Regions from separate parts of the Mus musculus genome. Here regions 1, 2 and 4 are each linked to region 3. A link is a contact called in public HiChIP or PLAC-seq and promoter capture Hi-C data. All regions are on one chromosome and are shown on one strand. Each heading gives the region's core, a stretch centred on a gene start, on an enhancer-like site or on the middle of the called end of the contact. The rest is flanking DNA. Distances are from core to core; before and after follow the strand shown. Region 1 holds the start of Hnf4a (hepatic nuclear factor 4, alpha). Region 2 holds the start of Pkig (protein kinase inhibitor, gamma). Region 3 holds the start of Sys1 (SYS1 Golgi-localized integral membrane protein homolog (S. cerevisiae)). Region 4 holds the start of Ttpal (tocopherol (alpha) transfer protein-like).

Region 1 (3,325 bases), core at 481-2,980, 910 kb after region 3:
CATCTCTCTCTCCAGTGCTAGCCTTGAACCTGGTCCCGTCCCTTCCAGAAGCTTCCCAGGACACCTGCCTTCTCAACCCTCTGGCAAAGGAAACACCCACCACCCCACAGACACATACTCGGTGATATTGGAGCAGGTGTTTGAAGGATGGTGACACAGGGACAACAGAGACACAAAACACACAAGCTGCTGCCACGAATGCCAAGTTTTGGTAGAGAGTCACAGTGAAGAAGACTCTCACAACATAACCCTGGTGCTTTAGAAGGCTGGATCAAAGGACCTCAAGTTCCAGGCTGGCCTGGGAGTATGTTCTAAGTTTCAAGCCAGCTCAGGAACACATATGCCCTGTATCAAAAACCAAAACCAAAAACAAACAAACAAACAAACAAACAAAACCAGGCTGGGTCTAGTGGGTGCATGCCTTTAAACTTGGCATTTGGGAAGCAGAGGCAGGTGGCACTCTTGTGAGTTTGAGAATAGCCTGGTCTATGTAGTGAGTTTCAGGACAGCTAGAGCTACGTAGAGACCCTCTCTCAAAAAAATAAAACAACCAACCAAACAAAAAGAGTCCTACCAAATTGACACTACACAATCTTGTATACCAGAGAGTGGTGCCCAGTATCACAGGGGCTATATGCACATATCAAAAGCAAAATGCCATGCAGGGCCACCAGGCAGAAAGCACAGGGTATGGCCACATTTACAAGTATGTTAGATCTGTCATCCACATTTACAGACACTATACATACAAATATGTATTCAAACCAAACCAACCAAACAAACAAAACCAAAACCAAACCAAAAACCAAAAACCAAAAGATCCTGGAGACAGAACTACAGACCATTCGACGCATACAGATGAAGCTGGGACACAAACTCAAAAAGGGGAAAAGGCACGCAGCTGTATTGCATTTGCCGTGCCTCTCATACTCTTACAAGGACACCTAGGACCGTACGTGTAAACGCACACCGCTATGTTGGCCTTTTAGACAGGAAGCCCAGAAATTCTACTTTTCTCCTGAACTCCAGTTTCCCAAAGTCTGAAACGCAGCCGTGCCTCCTGTCACAATCACTAGAGACAAGACAGACCTTTTGTAGCTTGCACGTAAAAGGGCCCAGGGGCCCGAAGATAGGGCCATGTTGGACAGGATTGATTTCTGCAGCCACCCGGAGGAAGCTCACTATCACGGCCCCATTTCCTTAACATGGTAATCGGGACAGCCTAAGACCCCCGGGGGCCTAAGTAGGGAGGGTCTGGGGAATTTTTCTGTTGGAAATCCACCTCGGCAGGCCTCGGTCACCCAGAATGCCTCTGGCCACAGTACGACGAAGGCCCATTTGCTTCGCCTGGCAACACCTGTACGAGCCTATAGGACCAACCTACAATTTTCTGCATTTTCCCTCCCATCCCAAAGTCTAGTGCCAAAGACCCGCTCCATACCTCAGTCCAACTGCCCCCACCTACCATTGCCCATGGTCAACACCTGCACATTTTCAAACTCCAGGGTGGTGTAGGCTGGGTCCAGGGCAGCGCTGTAGTCGGCCATATCCATGCCGGCAAGGGTTTTAGAGAGTCGCATTCTCCCCTACCCACGCCTTAGCCCCCTGTCCTGCCCGGCCCAGGATGCCACCCAAGCCCCTGGGCTGAGCCCCAGCCCCCCCCGTCCCCGCCCTCCTCCTGCCTCCTCCCAGGTCCCTTCTCTGCCTTCCTCTCTTTCAAACTGTCCTCTGGGAGACTCAGCCTGGCGTCCTGGCCTAGCCTCTGCAGAGGGTGGAGGCTCTGTGGGGAGGGGTAGGAGTTAATGGTTAATCACCCCCGTTGCTGGGTAGGCTGGGTGGAGCCACGAGGATTTGGCTGTTTGTTGGTTTCTGACTGACACCTGGGGTGCTAATTACAACTGTTGCCCCCCCCCCCACCTCCCGCTCATTAATAGTCACTTACCAATCTTCCAAGGCAGGCACCCAACAGGACTGGCATTGGTTGGACCCCTTGCCTCAGCAGCCCCCAAGTCTCACCAAGGTGGACAACCCAGCTGACATGTTTAGACACTGGCAAGCCTACCACTATGAAGCCCTAAGCCAATCACGTCCCAGATCATTGACTTCTATCCTCAATTTGAGATAAAGCTGTCCTGGGTCGCTTGAACTGGAAACCTAACACCCAAGCCCACACTTGGGTCTTTCGGATCTTGCTGAAGAGGATTCTTCTGGTTCCCTTCTGGTTTGTCACATGCTTTGGGAACCGCTGGGACTCACCCAGCGGTTGGATATCTCTTGGTTGCTCCAGCTGAACCATAGATGGTTTCCTGAAAACACTGAATGCTTGCACAGTGCATACCCCTCCCAGGACAGGCACAGACAAGAGCTGCAGCCCATAGACCTGGGCTTCCGCTCAGGCACCTGCCCCATGAGAACTGTGACACTAAGTAAATGATTCTCCTCCCAAGCCTCAGTTTCCATCTCCTAGACTGCATGGGGCAATCTGAAAGGGTAGTTTGGGTAATACATAAGATCTAAAAATAACTGTCAAGGTGCGTTGGCTAACGCCTCACCCCCAAACCATCATTTTGTCTTGCTATGGAGCCCAAGTTGAGCTCAAATTCTTGACACTCCTGCCTCAGCCTTCCAAGAGCTGGAACTAACAGGAATGTGCCACCATGCCCAACTAATTCCTCTTCTCATTTTAGGGTCCCTCTTCCCTTTTGCCCAAACTAACTTCCTTCCTTCCTTCCTTCCTTCCTTCTTTCCTTCCTTCCTTCCTTCCTTCCTCCCTCCCTCCCTCCCTCCCCCCTCTTTCTTTCTTTCTTTCTTTCTTTCTTTCTTTCTTTCTTTCTTTCTTTCTTTCTTTCTTTTTCTTTTCTTTCTTTTTTTTTTTTTTTTTTTGGTTTTTCGAGACAGGGTTTCTCTGTATAGCCCTGGCTGTCCTGGAACTCACTTTGTAGACCAGGCTGGCCTCGAACTCAGAAATCCGCCTGCCTCTGCCTCCCCGAGTGCTGGGATTAAAGCCATGCGCCACCACGCCCGGCTTTCCGTTTCTTTCTATCCACCTTTTCCCCCTTTTCTCTGCATGGCTCAACATTCATTCCATTCTTTTAAAGGGTTTTTTTAAAAAATACAATATTTGTATGAGTGTTTTGCCTGCATGTATGTCTGTGCACCACATGCATACCTGGTGCCTATGGAGGCCAGAAGAGGGTGTTGGATCCCCTGGAATTGGAGTTACAGACAGTTGTGAGCTGCCATGTGGGTGCTGGGAATTAAACTCTGGTCCTCTGAAAAAGCAGCCAGTGCTCTTAACCACTGAGCCATCTCTCAATCCTACCCC
Region 2 (3,533 bases), core at 773-3,272, 800 kb after region 3:
TAGTTTGTGTGCACGTCCCAAGGGTTCACATGCTGACATTTCTGCTTCAGATGGTGAGTGAAGACAGGGGAAACCACACTGACATAGTGTCCAGAGGAAGAAGGCAGCATCAGATAAGGTCAGAGGTTGTAACTGGATCCTGGAACTGCCTGAGAGAAGGTCATGGGTAAACAGCTCTGAGGCAGTACCCCTGCCTGCTGTGGACAAGGGTCTCTTCGACCCCCACATCACAAAAAGAGGAACCCTTGAACTCCCCATCTTGTGATATGCTCAACAAGCTGAGCCCTCTCAGGACTCTGCCATAAAAAGAACATGGTCAGAAGTGGGCTCCAAGAATCTCCAGAACTGTAAGCTAAAGAAACCTCTTCTCTCTCTCTCTTTTTAAAGATTTATTGTTATATGTAAGTACACTGTAGCTGTCTTCAGACACACCAGAAGAGGGCATCGTATCTCATTACAGATGATTGCTGGGATTTGAACTCAGAACCTTCAGAAGATCAGTCGGTGCTCTTAACCACTGAGCCATCTCGCCTGCCCCGAAACCTCTAATCTTGCTAAAGCGAGTATGTAGTTTTAATAATGAAAAAAAGGTCTAAGATAATTGTCAATATCTGTTTTTTTTTTTGTTTTGAATCGCCATAAAGAACTGGCTGCAAAGCAAAAAATAATAGCAAGGAGACCAAAGAGGGTGAGAGGTCTACTTCTGATCAAGGGCGCGCATAGAATCGCGGAAGCGCATGCGCACACGCTCACCCGCTTCTAATTAGACGCCTCTGCAAGCTCACAAACTCAGGAGCAGAGACATGAGAGTCAGGAGTTCAAGGCAAAGCCTCAGCTACACAGCAGCATTAATCAAGACCAGACTGTAGGCCACAAAATCCTGTATTAAAACAAACAAATCCCTTGAGGGTTCACAAAAAATAAAAAGCAAACATCCTAAAACTTTACCCATAACGCCACCTCCGACCCTAAAAAAAGTCTGTCAAGAAGAGCCGAGGCTTATCCTTCAAACATCAAGTAGACACTCTTGCTACCTTTTGGACTCCCTTCCAGCCTGAAATTCTTGGGAGAGTCTCTAGAAGTTTGGCTGTCTCCTCAAGGCACCGTTTTCCTAACACTAGGCACACACACCAGACTAGTCTTCTGGCCAAGACAAAAGGCAAGCTACATACCTCCTTTTGGAAGTAACCTTCTAGTGTAATCCTCTCTCTCTGATCACCTCTGAAGGTCTACAACAGCCTCCACTGCATTCAGCTTCCTGTACGTGTAAAACCATAGCTCAAATTACACCAAAAACCAGTCCATAGGTCAGTTTCCTACGGGCAGGAGTGGAGTTCCCTAAGGACAAGACGTCTCATTCACTTTTTTTTTTTTTTAAACCGCTGGCGATCAGCCCAGGCCCTGGTTCTCAATAAATACTCAATGATGCTCCTCGTAGTAGTAACAAGAAAAGCGCCCATGTAGTGAGGATTTTAAATATAAAAACACGTTTTGATCATCTTATAAGACAGGTATTATTATCCCCATTGTGCAGGTGAGAAAACTGACTCAGAAATAAGTCCGATCTCGCCGACCTCCCACCACCACCACCAACGAAGAGCGACACACGCAGACGTTCTCTTCAGTTCCTAGCTACTCCGCGACCAACCCTCATAAAATAGGAGCTTTTTAAAAATTACTATTTAAAAGGAAAACTTTCGAGTGAGGCTCCAGAGATACATAGGAATAAAAGCGGAAAGCGCACCCACCCGAACTCGGCCGGGGTCAGAGGGCGTCGCAGGCGCCAGCTCGCGGGCCCAAGGGACAAAGGTCCGGCCCTCTGTCCTTGCCTGGCGTCCCCGCGACCCGTTCCTCGCCGGTCGCCCGGCGGACCGCTCCTCTCCGGGTCACGTTCACCCGCTCTACCGCCGCTTACCTGCCGCCTTGTCGCCTCGTAGAGCCCCGGCCGCCGGCGCGAGCGCCTCCCCGGGGCCGCCTGGCGCCCGCAGCCCGCCGCCGAGCCGTTGCCTAGGCGACGCGACTGCCGAACTCCCGCGTCGCTTGCTCTACGGCGGCCGGGAAGGGACGCGACTGGGAGCAATGGGCGGAGGAAGGAAAGCGGTCCTGAGGCTGGGGTCTTAGCTCTCCAGAGAGGTGGCCAGTGAAAGATGAGCATGGAGGCCATCGAGGCTCTAGGTGAGGGCTTGTCCCTCGGATGTTTATGCCACCAGATGTAGCTTTTTTTTTTTTAATTACTTTTTTGATGGTGGTACACATGCTCTATTACTGAGCTACAAGCCCAGCCCTCTGACTGAAAATAAAGACTAGAAAAATTGATGTGGAGTGACAAATTCCTCTGTCATAATCTCTGAAACGAAGGGGTGTGGCAAAAAAGTAAAAGTTTTTTGTTTTTGTTTTTTTTTGGGGGGGGGGGCACGAAAATTTAAACACCAGAATTAATTTCAGCATGGGAAATAATTAATTCATATTCAGCAATTAGGTTTCCTGGGGGAAATCCTGCAAATATAAGGGACCCTAAGTTCAAAGGGTGCTCCTAGCTGGTGTGGAGCTCGTATCCACTTGGGGGAAAAACTATGAATTAGACTAAATCTGAATTCAGATTAAATCAGTTGATTGCTACCACTAACAGAATCACAGCCTTGGATGGCAGCCTTAGAGCCAAATCAAAAGATTGCCTTGCCAAGGAGTGGCTAAAGGAAGGGTTTACAAAGATGGACATCAGCAGTGGGCATCACAGTTATCTCATGCTTGGTGGAACCCACAGCTGGGGGAAGAACTGGCTTTCCTCCTCTCAGTTGTTTCTCATCCCACTGTACAGAGGGAAAGGGTCCGCCTCATCCCAGTCCCAGAGCCATAAGCAGGTTTACAGAAGCCAGAGCAAAGGGGTTGACTACCTCACAGAAGCAATGTCCTGTTTCCTCTTCTTGTCTCACATAGGGAAGGCCTGTAGGCCCCTAGGATTCTCCTGCATTTTAGGTCAGAATGGCTTCTTAAGCTATTTAAGGAGTTCTTGGTACACCTTAAGTTCCTTAGTTATTATAGGAGAGTCACATATAAATTGTCACACAAGCTAGACCACTCAGGGGAAATGGAAAGTGTCATTAATGACTGAGAGAGTGGTTTCTTCCAGGACAGCCAGGGCTACACAGAGAAACCCGGTCTCGAAACAAACAAACAAACAAACAAACATATCACTAACTTGGGGCTATGTGGTTAAGAGGACCTATCACACTCCCAGAAAACCCTGTTTCAATTCCCAGCAACTGCATGATACCTAACAGCTGTCTGTAGCTCCAGTTTCAGGGGATTTTTATGTCCTCTGGCCTCTGTGGGCACCAGGCACATACATGGTGCACAGACATGCATGTAGACGAAACATTCATACACATAAAATAAAATTCCCCTACACATTTGTCGCAGATGTGCAGCTTGGTCATCATGTGGGTCCCCAAACAACTGGAGCATGGGCTGTCTCTGACTCTGCTGCCTGCCATTGGATCTCCTTCCCCTAGCTGGATTGCCTGGTGGGGCTT
Region 3 (3,230 bases), core at 168-2,667:
CCTGCCTCTACCTCCCGAGTGCTGGGATTAAAGGCGTGTGCCACCACACCCGGCACGAAGCATTTTCTTATTCTTAAACCCCTCTGGGCCTTTTAACATTTTACTATAGGTAACATGACAGGATTATCCTGCTCACTTTGCAGAGGATAAAAGGGATTGGAAAGGCAAAACAACTCTTCAAGTTCTCTCAGCTAGATTGGACCCTAAGCACAGCAGGCTCTTTGAACAGTTCACCACCTCGTACCAACAGTGTGATATTGCAGACGGGAGAGGAAACATTTGCCCAAGTCACAGGGCAGAGAGGAATTTAAAGGGACCTATCTGACACCAAGTCTTAACAGTTTCCACTTCATCATTACGGATGCCCTTTTGTCTATCCCTCTTCTTACTGTGGCTCCTGACAAGCTCAGCTGGGAGAAAGGAAGTCATTTTTCTAGAGGGTTTCAAGAAAGAGACATCATGTTTGCCCGGGACACAAGTCTGTTGACTGTAGTATCTGCCATGTGTGTTCAACCTCTAGCCACAAGCTGCGGAGCTGGCTACGAGGCTAAGCGCATAGGCAGCCAACACAACACTGTAAGGTTCTTTAAAACCCTATGAGATTTTGCTTGTTTGTATCTCGAACGCGCAGTTCCTGAGCGTGAACTTTGTAGATCACTACTTTGCTTCCTAGACTCTATCTCCTTCCCTGTTCTCGTCGTTCCGTTTTACAGATGGGCACCGGGGTCGCGCGGGGAGCGCACACTGAAATCCCTTCTTAAAAAAAAAAAGTGTCCACAAAATGAGAACTTGGCCCAGCCGGATTTAGAGCTCGGCGGTGCCCCACCACAAAACCCCACTCCTTTCCGCTAAGCTTACCTCCGCGTCGAACATCTGGTCCAGGGACGGGCTGCTGCGCACCAGCGCGTCCACCAGCGCCAGCCACAGGCCCAGAGAGCCATAGTAGACGGTCTGCATGAGTACGATCTGCGACAGGATTAGCAACGGGTCCCACACGTAGCTGCGGAACTGGCCCGCCATGCCGGCCCGCGGGGCTCGGCAGCCGCCCGCGCCTGTCAGTGCCACCACGCCATCGTCCCGCGGCCGCCGGGATACCTGCGGGAAGACACAGGGAGCTGCAGCCGGCGGGCCGGCCGTCGCCTTGGTAACGGCGCGGGAGGGAGGGAGGAGGGCCTGGGACCCGGGAGCAAGCCCATTCCCGGGTGGGAGAGGCGGGGCGGGCGGACCCACCCGTTCCGACCGCCGGGCTCCTCCCGGGTTCACTCACCCGCGACCGGCTCGAGGGTCGAAGCGTCGGAGCGCGACCGGACCTCGGCACTGGCCTCCTGACACAGCGCTGACAGACAGGACCATGGAGCGGAGGACCCGCCGGCCTAGAGAGGCCGAATAGCTGCGGCCCACGGCTTCCTGGGAAGGGAGAGCTTCCGGGGACGGCAACCGAGGGGCATTGCGCAGACGCAGTGGATGAACCCTACACGCCATCCAAAGGGGCCCTTGCGAGCAGCCCGGAAATAAACTCTGCACATGCGTAAGATGAAGGATGAAGGCAAACGGAAATGAGGCACAAAACCGTGGGTCTTGCGCGCCCTCTAGAGGGAGATTTTTAAAATCCAGCAGGTCCATTCCTAGGAGGGAAAGGGGTGGAAGGTCTAGACTTTAAAAATAAAATAAATAAAATAAATAAAAAATAAAAAATAAAATAAAATAGCATTCACTGAGGAATGGTGAGATGGTTAGAGGGCTAGATGCTTGCTGCCAAGACTGACGACCATTTTATATCTTGAACTCACATGTTGGAAGAAAAGAACTGACTGCCTCCTGTAAGCTATCATCTGACTATCACACTCATAGAAATACAATGATAACAATATAAAAAAATTTTTTTTTGTTTTTTTTCGAGACAGGGTTTCTCTGTGTAGATCTGGCTGTCCTGGAACTCACTCTGTAGACCAGGCTGGCCTCGAACTCAGAAATCCGCCTGCCTCTGCCTCCCAAGTTCTGGGATTAAAGGCATGCGCCACCACACCCGGCAACAATTTAAATTTAACAAAAGGGAACTTTTCTTTTTTTTTTTTTTTAAAGACAGAGTCTCGTGGGACCCCGACTTAGAGCGTTTCTCCCTGGAAGGTAAAGCCCCTGGACGTTCCCCAAGCTTGTTTCCCCCGATCTCTAAAATACAGCCAGAAAGAAGCTCTTTGTTCTCTATAGCCAGCAAAAAGCCTTTTTGTTTCTATACTTTACAACCAGAGATGCCTGCCTTCCTGTGCCGAGGACATGGAGATAAAAATTCAGAAAGAACTCACTCCCCACTCCTGCCTTGTAAATTTCACCAAGGACACCCGGAAGAGAAGAACTCTCCTCCCAACTCCTCCCAATTCCCCAGCTAGCTGTTAAAAGCCCCCTACTGTCACCGCTCAGGGTCAACTCCCAGCCCCTGCACAGCAGAGGGACTTCATCCTCAGCTACCTAATAATAAAACCTCTTGCAGTTTGCATCAGGTGTGGTTTTCTCTCGGGTCACTGGGGTGCTGGCCAACTCATCCTGGGACTTGAGCAGAGGCCCAGCTTCAGGGGTCTTACAGTCTCACTATGTAGCCCTGGATGGTCTGAAACTTGCTATATTCCAGACCCACATGGAATTCCCAAGGACTCCCAAGGAAATAATACATTTTAAAAAATGACTATTTTCATTTTAGATTCTCAGTGTTTTCTTTCTTTAGTACAGAGTTTTCAGGCTCTTTTTTTTTTTTCTTTTGGCCTCTGCTCCCATTATACACATGTTTAAACTAAAGGTCAGAGAAGAGGGGCAACATACTGTCTTTTGTTTTTGTTCTTGTTTTTGGAGACAGGGTTTCTCTGTGTAGCCCTGGCTGTCCTGGAACTCACTCTGTAGACCAGGCTGGCCGCAAACTCAGAAATCCACCTGCCCCTGCCTCCCAAGTGCCGGGATTAAAGGCATGCGCCACCACTGCCCAGCTAACAAACACTCTTAAAAACATAAAGTTAGCCAGATGGTAGTGGTGCACACTTTTAATTCCAGCATTCAGGAGGCAGAGGCAGGTGGATCCCTGTAAGTTTGCAGCCAGCCTGGACTACAGCATGAATTCCAGGACAGTCAAAGCTGCACAGAGAAAAACCTGTCTTGAAAAAAAAAAAATCAAAAACCTAAAATAAATAAATTAGTTAATTAAATAAAGTTAATGGCAAAACAGGTTTTGGTTCTTGTTTTCT
Region 4 (3,426 bases), core at 136-2,635, 860 kb after region 3:
GGCTGTTTCCATGGCAACTTGTTTCCAACAGGTAGGTGCCTAGAATCCTAATTCATTGCCTGAGATTGACCGCGGTGCCACAGACTATAGAACTAGCCCCAAAGGCCCTCTCCTTTCTCTCCTCCATTTACCAGGGAGGACAAACTAATAATCCACATTCTTAGACTATCTCACACATCTGACACTCTCTGCATGAAGGCTTCTCTCCATGTTAGCTGCCAAGGCCCAACTGCGATGGGATCTAGTCTGTAAATCCCCGCTCCATCCCCCCCCCCCCCCGCCCCCTTCCTCAGGGTGAGTTCCTCCAGGTTTCTACAGCCCTGGGTTCCTATTCGTCTTTAGAAACTTTTACTTAGTGTCACAGGTGTCTACAAGGAACTCTTCTGGGTCAGTTCCCACCCAGTCATTTATCAAAGAATTACTGATGGCCTCCTGTACCTGTCAGGCACTGTGCTGACAGATGCTAGGGACACAGCAGAAAACAATAACGCCTTGCCTCGTGCGGTTTACATCATGGACTGATGCAAAGAGGTCCTACAGGCTGAGGGTTCTGCTTTGAATCAAGCTCCCCATTGTACATCTGTTTCTTTATTTCTTCCTGGGCATTTGTTGCTGGAGATAAACCCCAGGGCCTTGCACATGCAAGGCACCACTCTCCCACTGAACTACACTGTCGGCTCCACATTTCATCTTCACAATAACTGAGCGTGCTGATTATCGTCAGTTGCCACTTTACAAAGGAGGGAACTGACCTCCTACAATGTGAATCATCACTACAGGCCAGAGAACTTGCCTGTGGAGTCACCACAAGACCCAGTGCCGGCTCGCGACAGCACTCCGTCAACATCAGGGGAAGTACGGCAAGCCCTGTCCAGTGAGGCAGAGCGAAGAAGGGTCAAGCCCCACCCTGGTCTCATCATCTCTATCTTCCACCTGCAGCTTCCTGCTGTATCCCCAAGGGCTCAGCAGTGGCTGTCAGCCTCGACAACGACGTGATGGACAGGAAATAAAGCCTGACACCCTCCCCACCTGGAGCCATCTCTCTCTCCGGGGCATCCCCTCTCGTCCACAACAACAGGAGGCAGGAAGCCATCTCTCTCGGAGCCCCAGAGACCTGCGAGCCGCTGACAGCGTCCCAAGGCCCCTACTTCCGGTCTTCGCCCCCTCCCCAGGTGTCCCCATTTCCTGGGGTCTCCCGCCCCTCTGGCCCACTTCCGGCGATCTCGCCCTCTCCGGTCCCTATCTCTGGCCCCTCGGCGCACACCCGGGCTCGTGGGCACTCACCAGCCCGGCGGCGGGCGGAGCGCGGGTCACGGCGGCAGGAGCCTCGGCTGGCAGCGCGCGCAGAACAGACCCGCACTCCCCGGCCGGCCGGCCCGGCCCTCGCGCCGGAAGTGACGCTCGAGCCGCGTGTAGGCGGCGCCCATCCGGGAATGCGCATGAGTGAACTTTGTAGTGCTGACTTGGGGCTTGACACCACCTGGTGGCCCCGGCTGTGCAGCTGAGTTGGGTTTCGGGTGGGGAAACTGAGGCCTCGGGGAGGGAAGCTGGAACACACTGCCATATGCCTAGTGTTCTACATCATTTTCTCATTAAATTGTCTTTTTATTTATTTATTTTCATTTTATATATATATATATATTTTTTTTTTTCAATCCCCCTGCCTGCTGTGACCTCTAGAGAAGCGGCAAATCAATGCAGAAACCAGCTTCAGACCTAGACCTCAGGCTTATCATTTGCAGAACTACTCTGTCCTCAGCTGATGTCTGGACTGGCTGCCTGTGTCAGTATGCCATCAGCTGAGCCGCTTTGGCCAAGTGCACTAGCCTCTTCGCCTCTATTTCTTCGTGAATAACGATTCTTGCCCTGGACCCCGACTCAGAAACTACTTGTTTCCTGCTCTGGGGCTCACAATGTTGTCTCGAGACAGCAGTAGTTTGAAAAGGAGTTTATTAACTCCACATCTGACCCATTTACTAGCCTCACCACACATACCCATGGTTTGTGCAACTGTAATTTCGAGGCAAATCTCTTTTAGGTAGAATAAGGACAACAGACCATTTCTAGAGAGAAATTTCGTCGGTCTAAGAAAATGTCATATTCAAAGGGATAACCTTAAGTCCCTCATCCTTTCCCTACCTTATGAATAAGTGGAGTCCTAGAGTGGTGGGAAGTGACCTTCAAGGACATAAGGACACAATGGATTTTGCCAGATGTCAAACTAAATATGTGAGAGGGGTTCGAGGTACCCTGGGAATTCTGAGTTATGTTTATCTGTTTTGTTTGTTTTTAATAGAGGGTGCCTTTGTAGACCAGCTGGCCCCCAACTCATGACTCTTGCGCCTTGTCTTCTGAGACAGTGAGTGTGTGCCGCCACCCCAGGTTACAAGTCATGAGACTTGCAGTCCTCCCTTCTCTCCAGTCACCAGCTTCTAGGCTGCCAAATAAAATATAGAACTCTCAGTTAAATTTGAATTTCAGATAAACAAAGGTCTATTTTTAAGACTAGGTTCCTTATGTAACATTTGGGACACATACTTTAGAAATGTTTGTTTCTCAGAAACTCACATTTAAATAGGTGTCCTGTCCCCCGTCCGCGCCCCCCCCCCGCCCAAATCTAAGTGTTAGTTTCCTGTTCCATTTATAACAAATTACTACATAGTGACTTCAAATAACACAAATGTATTTTGTTGCTTTGCTAAAGACACCGGGGAGCTGGGAAGGCTGCTGTCTCTCTGGGTACTGGTTCTCTTTTCCAACTTGCAGAAGCTACTGAGCTACTGGTATTATTTGGTCCATGGTCTTCCCCACATCACTCCGACATCTTGCTTCTGTTGTCACAACGGCAACTGACTGAGTCCTGAATACCCCCTCTGTGTTCTCTCTCCCTCTCTCTCTTTCTCTCTCTCTTTCTCTCTCTCTTTGTGTGTGTGTGTGAGTGAGAGAGAGAGAGAGAGAGAGAGAGAGAGAGAACTTGATGTAATCTAGGCTGACTTCAAGTCCACAATCCTTCTGTGTCACATTTGGAAGTCCTGGAATCATAAGTGTGAATGCTCATGTCTCTTACAAAAGTCATGTTCAAATATTTGAGAAATTTGGGCATCGTGATGCACGCCTTTAACCTCAGCTGCGTTTGAGGTCAGCTGGCCAGTCAGGACCATGAGTAAGACCCTGTTTCAAAGATTTGTTTTTGAGACACTTACTCAGGTTGGTCTTGAACTTTCAGTTCTCCCACTTCAGCCTCTTGAGTAGAAAAGATCAGGAGACACGTCACCTCCAGCTTCCTGCCTCTCACTTATAAGAATGTTTACAGTTACATTGGGCCCATTATTGGGAGAACCTGGAATAGTCTCACCATCTGAAGATCCTTAAGCACACCTATAACATCTCTTTGACCCCATGAGATATTTACAAATTACAGAGGCT

What was found. Promoter capture Hi-C pulls out the DNA fragments that hold promoters and counts their contacts. HiChIP or PLAC-seq counts read pairs in DNA pulled down with a chosen protein or histone mark.
Region 1: an HNF4G HiChIP or PLAC-seq map of pancreatic cancer cells shows a contact between it and region 3. The contact joins the promoter of Hnf4a here to the promoter of Sys1 in region 3. A contact is called at or near these places in 3 of 39 promoter capture datasets (liver and pre-B cells) and 1 of 115 datasets of contacts at active chromatin or transcription factors (pancreatic cancer cells).
Region 2: a contact with region 3 is called in a promoter capture Hi-C map of pre-B cells, with 3 times the contacts expected there. The contact joins the promoter of Pkig here to the promoter of Sys1 in region 3. A contact is called at or near these places in 2 of 39 promoter capture datasets (the C10 cell line and pre-B cells).
Region 4: a contact with region 3 is called in a promoter capture Hi-C map of pre-B cells, with 7 times the contacts expected there. The contact joins the promoter of Ttpal here to the promoter of Sys1 in region 3. A contact is called at or near these places in 2 of 39 promoter capture datasets (liver and pre-B cells) and 1 of 115 datasets of contacts at active chromatin or transcription factors (microglia).

What each region holds. Positions count from the first base shown.
Region 1 is chr2:163,545,560-163,548,884 of GRCm38.p6, reverse strand. Hnf4a (hepatic nuclear factor 4, alpha) reads right to left here and starts at 1,730. Exons shown (of 10, transcript NM_008261.3): 1 at 1,466-1,730. The coding sequence starts at 1,580.
Region 2 is chr2:163,656,875-163,660,407 of GRCm38.p6, reverse strand. Pkig (protein kinase inhibitor, gamma) reads right to left here and starts at 2,022. Exons shown (of 4, transcript NM_001039391.2): 1 at 1,916-2,022.
Region 3 is chr2:164,459,158-164,462,387 of GRCm38.p6, reverse strand. It overlaps Sys1 (SYS1 Golgi-localized integral membrane protein homolog (S. cerevisiae)), which reads right to left and starts at 1,417. Exons shown (of 4, transcript NM_025575.3): 1 at 1,268-1,417; 2 at 859-1,095. The coding sequence starts at 1,020.
Region 4 is chr2:163,600,273-163,603,698 of GRCm38.p6, reverse strand. It overlaps Ttpal (tocopherol (alpha) transfer protein-like), which reads right to left and starts at 1,385. Exons shown (of 5, transcript NM_181734.3): 1 at 1,285-1,385.